Regions from separate parts of the Mus musculus genome. Here region 2 is linked to region 1. A link is a contact called in public Hi-C data. All regions are on one chromosome and are shown on one strand. The core of a region is the stretch at or near the end of the contact, and the rest is flanking DNA. Distances in the headings are between cores, read along the strand shown. Region 1 overlaps Washc3 (WASH complex subunit 3). Region 2 has its middle 35 kb from the start of Gm51779.

Region 1 (6,036 bases), core at 3,158-5,657:
TAAATATTGCTTTATGAAGATTTCCATGGTTATGATAGTCAAATCAGCTATGCACTTTTGATATATATGCGTACATGTACAGCTCTGGCACATCAAGGTCATCCCTAGCTAAATAGAGAATCAGAGGCCAATCTATATGAAACCCCTGTCTCAACACAACCCAATAACAAAACCACCCTTTTGTAACTCTAAACTATGAGTCAAAATCCTAAGATCTGCATACTGATTTCATACAACTTTAATCTCAGATCTTTGTTGTACAGAAACTAGACTGTCTAGTTGTACAGATTGAGATCAATTGGAGAATAAAATGAAGGACAGTTGAGAGAAGGGATTATGATGCTTAATGGACCATTCACATAGTAAAGGCATGCCAGTATGTAATTAAACCCTGTGAAGGCGTGTTTGTTGGTTGGTGGGCACAACATAACTACTGGAAGTTGAAGACTGTTGAAGACTGGACAGAGCTCTCATTTGCTCTGCTGAGCTTGGGTGAGCCATGCATAAAGACTTTTAGAAATGCACTTGGATATTTTCTCTTTTCATGGGTAATGATGTTTCAGACTTCTATTTGCAGATGAATATTTATACTCATATATATTTCATTCACTTTTGTAACATTTAATAATATCACCTAGTATAAGAAACCAAAAGAATGTATGTTTTATTGCTTCAGAATTCCTTCTTTAAAAAAAAGACTTGGCTTACATATAAATTATGTTAGAAAAATTCAATATACAAACATAAATTAGGTTGATAGTCTAAAGACTTAAGGGTTTTTTGTTTTCTTTTGTTTTTCTGAAACAGGTTTCTCACTGTGTAGCCCTGGCTGTCCTGGAACTTGCTCTGTAGACCAGACTGGCCTTGAACTGAGAGATTGGCCAGCATCTGCCCCCCACCCCCTAGTGCTGCGGTTAAAGTAGTGTGTCACCATGCTCAAATGACCATGAAGAATTTTAAAATATTAATCTGTCTACATTTTAGCATAGATACACTGACATAAAACTAATGGCATCTGTGGAAGAAATTCCTTGTAACAATTGTGCCGATGCCGAGTGAGGGTCACAGAAGCAAGCTTATTCTAATGTTCGGATTGGTAGAAAAGACGAGTATTGTGGTATTGTGTGCTGTGTGAATCTTCGAGTCACACCTAAGCTAGGCCAGGGGGTCCCTGTGCTTGAGTGACTGTACACAGAGCTATGTAGTGTCAGGAGGACCAGTATTAAAAATCTCCATCCCTCAGTATTGGCCACTGACAGCAGCATTGAGTATTTGGCCACTCTGCTGACTTTATTATAACCACTCTGCAACACAAAATGTACATGATCAGACGATCTGGTTTTCTCCAAGAAATCTCTGAGCACTGCCTTCTGAAAACTTAGAATCTCCATATCCACTTAGAAGATAATGGTTAAATAAATGAGGGACAGTAGGGCGGATGGCAGGTACCTAGAAAAGTAATTTGCTGTCCATTAATTGTGCAGCTGACAAGTTGTTTTGCTACTTTCCTGGGGTATCCGCTTACCATGTTTCATAGAAATTCATTGCATCTCAGGAACAATCTGTTATTGATTAAGTTTAATCTATAAGTATAGCTATTTGGGAATGAATATCCTATAATTAAATGATTGTTATTTAAATGTAAAAGTACAATTTTTGAGTATTTATTGCCTCATAATTTTAAAAATGAACATTGATTTTAAGTAGCATGATGGATCCTTTCTGTGAACTGTCTAAAGATTTACATAAAACTCTCTACAGCAGAATAGCACGCAAGACTCTGGAGCACAGGAGAGTGAAGCGCCATCAGAAAATGTCCTGACCGTAGCCAAGGATCCACGGTATGCCAGATACCTCAAGATGGTTCAAGTGGTAAGCGAATTCTGTCTGTCTTCTCTGTCTGCCCTAGGGATTTCACTGTATCTTTTCTAGTCTAAGAAAACTGCTAACCAGAAAGACCAAGTTTTCAAGTCTCTTGCATCTTTCCTACTTCATAATGCATTCCTTAAAAGAAACCAGAAGTCCAGCCTTTCCCATTAAAATTAATTACACTTGTAGTTGATGGGGGTTCACATCGTTCAGTGTAGATCTGCACCATTATTGTTATTATTGTATTTGAAATCTTGGCTGTATAAAAAAAAATGAAAGAGAGCTGTTGGTTTGGTAAACTGAGTTTGCTTTCCATATGCCAGTGTAAATATGGTTTTAAAGTATATTTTATTTTGCTGTTCATCTATCAGTAATTTGGTTTCTAAAAAAAAGAACACAGCACACTTGGCTACATAAGAAAATAATTTTAATATATACCTTTAGGGTTTATGTTTTTCTAAGAAATTATGCGTGGCATGATGTAGAAAATGTTTGCGGTTGTCTGTAGCAGAAGTAAATTTACTCCCATGCTTATAGAAAGCCCTACTGCATGTAATTGGAAAGAGCTAACTGGATTATTATTTTTCTGCTAATCAAAAATATTCATGGGAAAAGGAAAATGAATGCTTTTATAGCATTTTGTTATCAGGCAACAAAGTGCTGAAGTCTAAAAAGTAAATTTGTTTCCTAGTCAGTAGCATTGTGACTTGAAGGCCAATACTGCTGGCCTACAGCAGAGAGGTCTGACTGGGGTGTTGAGGTTGAGGTCCATGATTTCTTCTCAGTGTGGCTTTGGATGGTGCGTTGACAGTCTGTGCCTTGGCCCCTAGGCTTGGGGAGTAAGGTGGACTTGGGGGTAAGAATGTGTAAATTTTTAATAAGAGCAAGGACAATGTCAGCTTGAGTATGAGTAATGATGGATCCAAGTTCAAAGCCAAAACCCAGGAAAGACTACACCTGAGAGAGAAATTCTTAAAACTGTACAGCTCTCAAGATAAGAAAGAAAAACCTTCAGAAATGACAATGAAAGCTCTTTCTGTTGGTGTGTTCTGACCTAATCAGTATAAGAAATGAGAAAGTGGACTGGAATTTTCTGAAACCTCTCACAAAAACGCCGTATTTAGTGCTGGGTAGCAGTGCTCTGTACCCGTGGCACCGCCTTCCACAATTGCAGTTAAGCAGTCAGCTGTGATCCAGAGATATGAAATGGAGAATCGCATAAAGAAACAGTGCACACAGCTTGTTATTTGCTGTCCTGAGGCTTTCTCTCTGGAGAGTGTCCTCCCCTGCCCATTGTCTCCACACTGTGTTAGTCATCACAGTTATACGACTGGGACTACAGTGCCCGGAAGTAGGGTCAGTCGTCCCCCCCCCCCCCCCGGTATCTACCTGGAGAGTCTCAAAGCTCCTGCAGACGAGGTGCACCACTGCCCCCGCCCAGTTATGGCACAGATGTGTACTAAACACGTCCGAGCTCACATTAGCTAGCCAACTAACATTCCCAAAGCTTATTTCAGTTCTGATTTTTGTCATTAATTACATAAAGTAAGGCCTTCAGGGCAGATCCTCTCTGAGTCTCCGGCTTGCTACTTTCTAGTACCAGTCCTCATTCTCTGCCCCGGCTCACCCGGCAGGTGTGTGCTCAGCCTCGTGTCTGCAGGTCTCTGTGATGCTCCATGGACAAGTGGGCAGTCAGTCAGCGACTTGGGGTTCCTCACAGCAGCTACTCCCTATCTGAAACACTTTTTCCCAAGTGGCTTCACCATTTCCTTCGGCTCTTCATTCAAAATAGTCCTTCTAAGTGACGCCTTCCTTAGTCAGCCTAGGTTAAGGGACCGTGTCCTCTGGCCTTGTTTCAGAATGAGGTACAGATTCATGACTCCACCCCACAGAATCAGAATCTCTCCATGTGGAAATCAGAGCCAGACTATATGTGTTTTCAAAATGGTCTCTAACTTAAAAAACATCTTATAATTTTTTTATTTAAGTGAATGTTTTGTTAAGAAAGCATAACTTGCTAGAATTACTTAACTCTAGACCGTATTTTTTGTTTCTGGGCCTGAACATCAGCAGTGGTCCAGTTTGCTCTGTCTCATACTTTTTCTGTTGAAACCAGGTTTCCTTGTTTTAAGTTCTGGCCTCCCCCTAGCCTTCTGTCCAGGTGTTGCTGTGTCATAAGTGCTCCAGCCTTGTGGGGCTGCTGCTCACTCGTGGTGTCCCCCACTGGGACGCACGCACTTGGCCTTTATCGGTTACCCTAGCTCATCAATCATCCTCTCTTGTCTCTGCTTTTAATTTCCAAGCGTTGTGGTTCTTGCATGCCTCTTAGTCACTGAAGTGGGAGCTTGTTTTCTAACTGTTTGGGGGTGGTTTTCAAGAAGAAAGGGAGAAACAATATCTTTGCCTTGCCATCCCCAAACTGGAAGTTCATCCAAGTTAAATTGAATTTTATTGTTTTTAGTTCATTGTGCCAACCTGTATCCCAGACTCTTATTACCCAGCTTTTATTTCCTACTGCTCCTTGTTCTGCATTCCATTCTTCATTCAAACCAAACCACAAATCCTTCCTCGCTGCAGCGCAGAGCTTTCCCAGCTCTGAGCCTAGGCTCTGCTTCTCTCCATTGCTTTGCGTTCAGAGTCTCCTCATCCCACATCCTGGCTTTCATGAGGCCGGAACAACAGTATCTCCCTCCCTGAGCTAGTCGGCCATGTTTTCTGTATTCACTATGGAAATTGTTATTTCATACTCTTTTCTATGACTGTATATAATACTGTCATTAATTACTTAAAAACAGTTCTATTGCCCTCTCTCACTTGCTCTCTTGCTCTGTCTGTCTGTCTGTCTATCTCTCTCTCTCTCTCTCTCTCTCTCTCTCTCTCTATCATTTTTCCTAATCATACAGCCTGCCATCTCACCAGATAACAAAATGAAAAGTTCTTAACATGCCTATGAGGTAGATAGATCCTCTGTAAGTTATCTGCCCTATTAGTATTCTAGTACATATATAATTTATAGGTATATTATTATTTATAGATTATTATTATTATATCACCAGTCAAAGGGGAAACTGTCTGAGGAAAAACAGCCATAGGTAATCTTTATATTCACTTTAGCACCAGTGCTGGTTAATTCTTTTGTCAAAGTGATACAAGCTGGGGTCATCTAGGAAAAGGACTCTCAACTGAGAAAATGCAGTCATTGGATTGGCTTGCAGCAAGTCTGTCAGACATTTCCTTGATTAATGGTAGAGGTGGCAGGGCCGAGCCCAGCCCACTGGTGGGACCACCCCTGGGCAAGTAGTCCCAGGTTCTACAGAGAGCAGGCTGAGCAGCCTGTGATAAGCAAGTTGATAAGCAGCCATCACACACAAACACACCCCCTCACCCCCCTCGCCCCCCATGGCTTCTGTTTCAGTTCCTGCCTTCAGTTTCTGCGTTGACTTCCATAAGTGATAGACTGTGAGCTGAGAGTTGTAAGCTGAAATAAACTCTTTCCTCCCCAGGCTGCTTTGGGTCATGGTCTTAATCACAGTGATTACAGCCCCAAGTGTGACAGCACTTTAACGGCACTCAGTCTAAAGAGACAGTGCTGAGTGTTTTTAACCACGGCATGTTGCTGCCTGCCTGTTCTCTGCTCTAGCTATAGTCATATAGGAATGAATAATTAGCTCCGGTTTCTTCAAGTTGTTGGTTTTAAATGCTTTATAGGACCAAGGCAGGAGGTGCCTCCTAATGTTGACACTAATTTTTCAAGTCCAGTTATTAACCTCTAAATAAGCACTTTTTGTGTTTCTTGCATTCGTTGTGAGCAGCTGTCGAAATCAGAATGGAGGAGCATGATGACATCACCACCTGCTTTAGAAAATGCCAGGCAGAAGTTGTTAGAGACTATGACAACTATTCGCTTAGTTTGTCAGTGACAGGAGAAGAATCTAAAAGGTCTTGTGATCCAGGGTGATGAGATACCTGTTTTCTCTTACTCTCTACTCCATTGTATGCTCTCCTCAGGAGACTTAGCTCCTTCAGTGTGGAAATGAGCAAAGTTGAGTGGGATATGGATGAGATGATAAGCATACTTTATTTACTGCTGTGGTGGTTGGAATAGCCATGACCCCCATGGATATATGTGTGTTTGAAAAGCTTGACTCATAGGGATCAGTACTAGTA
Region 2 (6,075 bases), core at 2,798-5,297, 81 kb after region 1:
TCAAATCCCCCACGGCCTTTGTGGTGCACATCAAGCAAACCCACGCTTTACTGCAGTAACTTTCACTCCTGAACCCAGACAAGCCACCACGTGAAGGAAAATGCAAATTAGTTCAGAAACAACAGTAACTCAATCGCTGGGCGCAACAACTAAAATCCTAACTTGCAAGCCTTATTAAATCTAAATCCTCCAAACACTTGTAATTACATCTTGTCCTCACGCTATCCCTGTCCAAAAGGACCTAACTCTCCTGCTTCCTCTTTTCCGCTGTCCAACCCGGAAGTCCCACCCACTCGCCCAGTGATTGGCTCCTTTATACATTAGAGGATTGGTTCATAAGAACAGCGCCAGGCCCATCCACAACAAAAAGCCTGGGGAGATCAGTCAGAAGAGGGCATTGGATGCCCTGGAATTGGAATTACTGGTGACTATGAGCCACCATGTAAGTGCTGTGAGCCAAACCCAGGTCTTCTGCAAGAACAGGAAGTGCTCTTAACCTCTACACCATCTCCCAGCGCAAGGTTGCTCTTTTCAACCTAGGAACCACCTAGTATCCTCAGAAAAGACAGAGCGTACTAACCCAGCATCTCATCCTAGCCAGGAGTTCTGCTTCCTCATTGGCAAAACCAGGGCAGAGCAAACTTTACCACATCATCATACGTGTTTTCAGGGAAGTTGCCCCAGAAACCGTGATGCTACCCTTGAGGGATTGATATCCAAGCCCCCTCTGGAGGATCTGAGAAGCCAGTGAAATGTCACTCAGAGCCTATGGTCTGCCGTGGGACTCTGCCATCCACCTCCTCCTTCTGGATTTTCTGAAGACATGAATCAGAGTCTACTTAATAAGTTAGTGGCTTCACTGTTGGTACCCGAGTCAAGTCTGTCACCAAGCTGGAATTGTAAATTGAACTGCAGAGTTCCCTATGACCAGGATGCAGAAGGCTTGAAAGGGTTACTATGAATGGATTTCTGTATAGAAAGTTTAATCCAACAGCATAGCTGCTCTGGCAAGGGTTCACATCCAAAGACCTTCTAGGTCTATGCGGTCAGGCCATAATGCAGACTTGATCTAGATTGCAGAATGATCTCTTTGGAAGGCAGACTCACACACCCTGAGTACACACCTTTAGTCCCTAACAGTGAAGGTAAAGTTAGTTTGTAGAAGAAAGCAGCTGTGTTTGAAAGAGATGTCTAATTGAGGGGTAGACAAAGTGATGAATCAGAGAAAGATTTGACAGAATGAATCAAAGATAGGATACACCTAAGTCACACAAGAACAGCACAGGAAGGAGAGGCTTTTTAAGAGCAGAGAGAAAGAGAGAGACAGAGACAGAGAGAAGGATCAGTGGTGTGTGCATGTGACAGTTTTGCCAGGAAAGTTTGACAGAGACAGGTTGCAGAGAGAGCAAGCTAGGCACAGGTTAACAGAGAATGAGCCAGTGAACGAGGAGCCAGAGGATTAGAACACATTGCCAAAGTAGGATGAATCTGGGACAAGCAAGTCAGTGAGAAGCCAAGGAAACCTAGATTGGATTAGTCAGCTTGGAAGATTAGATTGTGCAGCCTAGGCCTAGGGATAGTTAGAACAGAGAAAGAAATAATGCTCTGGTCTCGGCCCAAACCATTCATTAGCACAGCTTGGGTGTGGTTCTCATCTCATGCCATCATCTGAGGAAGTAAAAGTGATGTTTATAGATTTCAAGGCATGTCCCCAACTTCCTTGGCTAGGAGATGAGCTGAAAGATAGGTGCAATATATGGGCTTAGAAAATATTCATCATTCAACTGGGTACCTGGTAAATATGAGCCACCGTGTGAGTGCTGTGAACCAAACCCAGGTCGTCTGCAAGAACAGGGAGTGCTCACACACACACACACACACACACACACACACACCCTCTTGTTATCCTCCCCCTTTCATCAAGAAAAATCCTCTCATTTCTAACTGGCCACAGGCCATGCAGAATAATGTCTGTATTGATCTTTGCTACTGTAATCAATGGGTTCATTGGGAATCAATGGGTGTTGTGTAGGGCTACATGTAGGACTAGACACTAGTAACAAACCAACATATATCTGTCCCTTTCTCTCCTGTCCCTTTTTCACCCTTACTTCTTGGGCTATAAGGATGGTGGATGAGGCTCTATAATCTACTTTCATGTATATATGGGACAGAGCAGGTACCTTGAGTGTGGTAGAACCCCTCGTCCTGAACTGTTCACCTCTATACTCTGTATAAAGAAGAAACAGCCATGCTGGGTTTGACCCTGTCTCAGATAAATGAGATCTTACAGATATAGTGCTCAGGTGTGTGGATTCTGTAGTTAGACTGTCGTAGATTCCACAACTTAGAAGCTCATGGGCTTGGTGACCTTGCCTCACTTCTCCCCTTCTGTAAAGTGGGAGTGCTAAAGACAGCACGATTACCTTCTATGATGACTAGCAATGAGCTAAAGCATAGAATCCTTAAGATATATAAAGCTCAGTATGTAGTGGGTACTCAATACATGTGGACTTTCTTAACAGCATTTATTTAATATATAAAGATATTCCCCAATGGTGCAAGATAAAAGGCTATTCTCCAAAGTCTGATACTTTTTTTAAACTGCTCCAGTAATAGCGATAGTTATAATAGTAATATCCTTTAAAAAATTGAGCTGGAGATATAACTTAGTGCCAGAGCATGTGCTCAGCATGCACAAGGGCTGTACTGGTTGGTCTTTTTGTCAACTTGACATAGGCTAGAAGCATCTGAGGAGAGGGGGGATCTCGGTTAAGAAAGTTCCTCCATCCGATTGGCCAGTGGACAAGCCTTTGGGGCACATCTTTGATGGATGACTGAAATGAATCACTGTGAGAGGTGCTACCTCTGGGCAGGTGTGTCCTAGGTTATATAAGAGTACAGGCTAGACCAGGTGGTGACTCACGAGCCCTCCTAGTACTCCGGAGGCAGAGACAGGTGGATCTCTATGAGTTTGAGACCAGCCCGCTCTACAGAGCTAGTTTCATGACATTCAGGCTATGCAGAGAAACCCTGTCTTGAAACAGACAAACAAACAAACAAAAGATGCAGGCTAAGCAAGTCCTGGGGTGTGGGGGGGAGATATGGCTTCTGCTACAGTTCCTGCCTCCAGGCCCCTTCCTGGGTTTTCTACGCCGAGTTCCCTAGTGTCAGGACACATAAGCTGAAATATACCTTTCCTACCCAAATTGGTTTTGACCAGGCCTTTACACAGCCATAGAAAGCAAACCAGGACAGGGCCATAGGTTTATTCCCTTGTTACCAGTAAATAAATGCAATTTTTTATGTAGCATTTAGTAACTTTACCTGATTAGTTAAGCATTATTATTGTTGCTGCTTTGAAGCCGAGTCCTATTATACAGTTCAGGCTGGCTGGGAACATGCTATGTAGCCCAGAACATGAACTCATAATCCTTCTGCCTCTCAAGCATTAGGCTTACAGGCACATACCACCATGCCTGGAGAGTTAGGTATTATTACTTTTATTTCATGGAGGAGAAAATTGATACTCAGGGAAGTCAAGCCAAGGATTACACAGTTGCTAGGAGACATTGTTGATATTTAAACACAGATCTTTGGCTTCCAAGTCCCCTACATTTGCCACAAGCTTTCATTTGTTCTTCCATGCAAACCACTGCACCATTGGCTGTATCTCCTTACGTCCTGTCATCCGTGTGCGCATTTGTTCTAAAGGACTAGATTTTTCTATTAGGAAAGAGACATAGAAAATGTGCAAGTCTCTACGTAAGAAATGGTGTTTTCTCATTCCTGGCAAAGCCCTGGCAGGATGAGGCCCTTCGTGTGTTTACATAAAATGTTAGTCCTAGAAAATGCTTTAGAAAGCAGACCCAGCTGAGGCTTGGCTGGAGTGTGAGAGGGGAAGAGGAGCCTTTCTCCATCTTGATTGCTGTCTGTCTAGGTCCCCAGGCTTGATTGGGACTGGTATCCAGGCTAAGCCTGAAAGGGGCTCAAACAAGCCTAGCATCTGGGGTGGGGCCCAGCTTGAAGACAGCGCATGTGTTTTGAATTGGCAATTCTTTTAACAGAAGCAATTTGGAACCCAGTCAGGGAAGCTGCTGCTGGGACTGTTACAGCCATTTTCCGTGTCCCCTGAGGGCAGTGCCTCTGAAGGGACTGCAGTTAGATCCTAGGGAGAACTTGACATTCACAAGTGACTTTGAGAACTTTGCTATTAGTGAAGGCTCTGAAGAAAGACGAGGGCATCGCGCACAAGTGTGTGCTGTGTTACCTGCGGTTGGAACCAGAAAGTGAAAATAGGACCCCTTGATATAATAATAGTTCCCAGCAATGACTCCATCATTTGACAACCTAGTCCAAATCTGAGCTTACGGGTTCAGTAACTGGGGCCAAGTTTCTACTCCACTGTGGTTCTCGGTTTCCTCACCCAGAGCGGAGCGACTGAGGTTGAAGTAAAATATACCCCACTTTATGGAAGGTGTTCGGCGGATACTCATTTCATCTTTTTCTTATGAAGCTTTTCCTAGTCTGTGACTCTATGATTCAGCACTTCCTGGAATTCTAAGGCACCAGTAACTTTCCAAGAGTGTAAACTGTCTCCTCTGTCACGTCCAAGTTCTTCCCAGCATCCCTGCGAGAGGAGCGGGGTAGTGACTGGTCAGAGATCCTCAACTGAGCTCGGTGTTCCGCGTCGGCTTCCTCTTCTGCTCCCATTCGGACAAAGATGAAATTGTCCAAACAAGTTGTTTCACAGGGTAGTGGAGCCCTGGTGGGTGTGATGTGATGCTTCACACCCCTCGCTGCTGGTGAAGATTAACATCTGGAATCTCTGGAACACCCAGGACTAGGTCGATTGTAGTACTGGGAGGTTGCACCCTGTTTAAGAACAGGAGTCAGAACCTCGAGCACTGGAAGGGCTGGTACTGAGCAGCCTCACTTGAGAGCCTTGGTCACTTTCTATATACAAAGAAATGATGCTGTTAACTGAATGTTGAAAATCCTCTAAACTCAAAAGTTCTCTGAACCAGCCATGTACAGACTATCTCTGTGGGAACATAGCCTCTGCCTCTGCCTGTGGGCTACCGTCCAATTCCCATTTATACTTTCTTCTGAGGGCAAGCTTTTAAAAGGCTTTTGTGAAGGAGTCTTCCTAAATGGAACCCTTACATTCAGGGAGTATTGGTTGGGAAGACAGGACATACACAGAAAGAAACCAATAGCCTGCTAAGTATTTCCGAAGGACTTGAATGTTAACTCAGTGGTAGAGACTTTGCCTGTATACACAAGACCCTGAGTTAAGTCCCTAGCACCCAAAAGGGGGAAAGTCACTCCATGAGTTAATTGTGTTTAAGTTGGGCTGCCTTCATTAATATGTGCCACATGACAAAGATGATAAAAAGATATGTATGTCCATTTTGCACCAAAGCCCCTTATAGCCTGCCAGATCATTAAAAGCAGCAAAGTTATAGAACATTAAGGGTTTTTTTTAATTTAAACAAATGTATATTCTAAAGACATCTGTCTCTCCCCTGTATGGATAGCAATATGTAGCCCAGGCTAGACTTGAATTCCCCATCTTCCTGCCTTAGCCTTCTGACTGCCAGGTTTAGAGTCGTGCATACCACACCCTGCGCCCTCCTTTTTAATTTATAATAAAAGAATTTATAAAGAAAAAAATAAGGCCTTCCATGGTCAACCACAGCTGGCTCAAAGTGAGCACAAGCCACTGATATGTAGATGAAAAGTCTTGCTTTATGGGATTCCACCCCCCACCTGATCTCTGAGGATAAGGGCAAAAGATTTCTTTTCTGAATTCTGTCCCTTTCTTCCACCACCACCACCACCACCACCACCCATCCAGAAGAAACAGAAATCCAAAAGGGATAGGAGCAAGTTCTCAGTAGCTTTCCATTCAGTTGAGAAAGGATCTGCTCAAGTGCCCCTGGTTGCCACAGCTCCAGCCTGGCCCTTCCTTGCCAAGTCTGGAGTGTGGCAGTCATTATGACAGTCCACTAGCGCCCCCTGTGGTCCATTTCAGGAAACTAGCCATGACCTGTAAATTTGCCGAACCTTTAA

What was found. Hi-C and Micro-C count contacts between places; a contact is called where the count stands out from the background.
Region 2: a contact with region 1 is called in a Hi-C map of the C3H10T1/2 cell line, with 2.2 times the contacts expected there. The contact joins two enhancer-like sites. A contact is called at or near these places in 1 of 15 datasets of contacts at CTCF or cohesin (the NIH/3T3 cell line), 12 of 484 Hi-C or Micro-C datasets (3T3-L1-derived adipocytes, 8-cell embryo, the C3H10T1/2 cell line and 8 more), 1 of 115 datasets of contacts at active chromatin or transcription factors (bone marrow-derived dendritic cells) and 2 of 9 other capture datasets (adipose tissue and pancreatic islet).

The regions. Positions count from the first base shown.
Region 1 is chr10:88,217,489-88,223,524 of GRCm38.p6, forward strand. It overlaps Washc3 (WASH complex subunit 3), which reads left to right. Exons shown (of 7, transcript NM_026070.3): 5 at 1,762-1,872. Among named protein-coding and RNA genes, the nearest start is that of Washc3, 19 kb to the left of the region's middle. Within about 2 kb of position 4,408, at least 20 of the 459 cell types and tissues checked have an H3K27ac peak or open chromatin away from gene starts, as enhancers often do. A contact at or near this core is called in the C3H10T1/2 cell line, where this site is marked.
Region 2 is chr10:88,298,499-88,304,573 of GRCm38.p6, forward strand. It overlaps a transcript of Washc3 not described here. Among named protein-coding and RNA genes, the nearest start is that of Gm51779, 35 kb to the right of the region's middle. Within about 2 kb of position 4,048, at least 39 of the 459 cell types and tissues checked have an H3K27ac peak or open chromatin away from gene starts, as enhancers often do. A contact at or near this core is called in the C3H10T1/2 cell line, where this site is marked.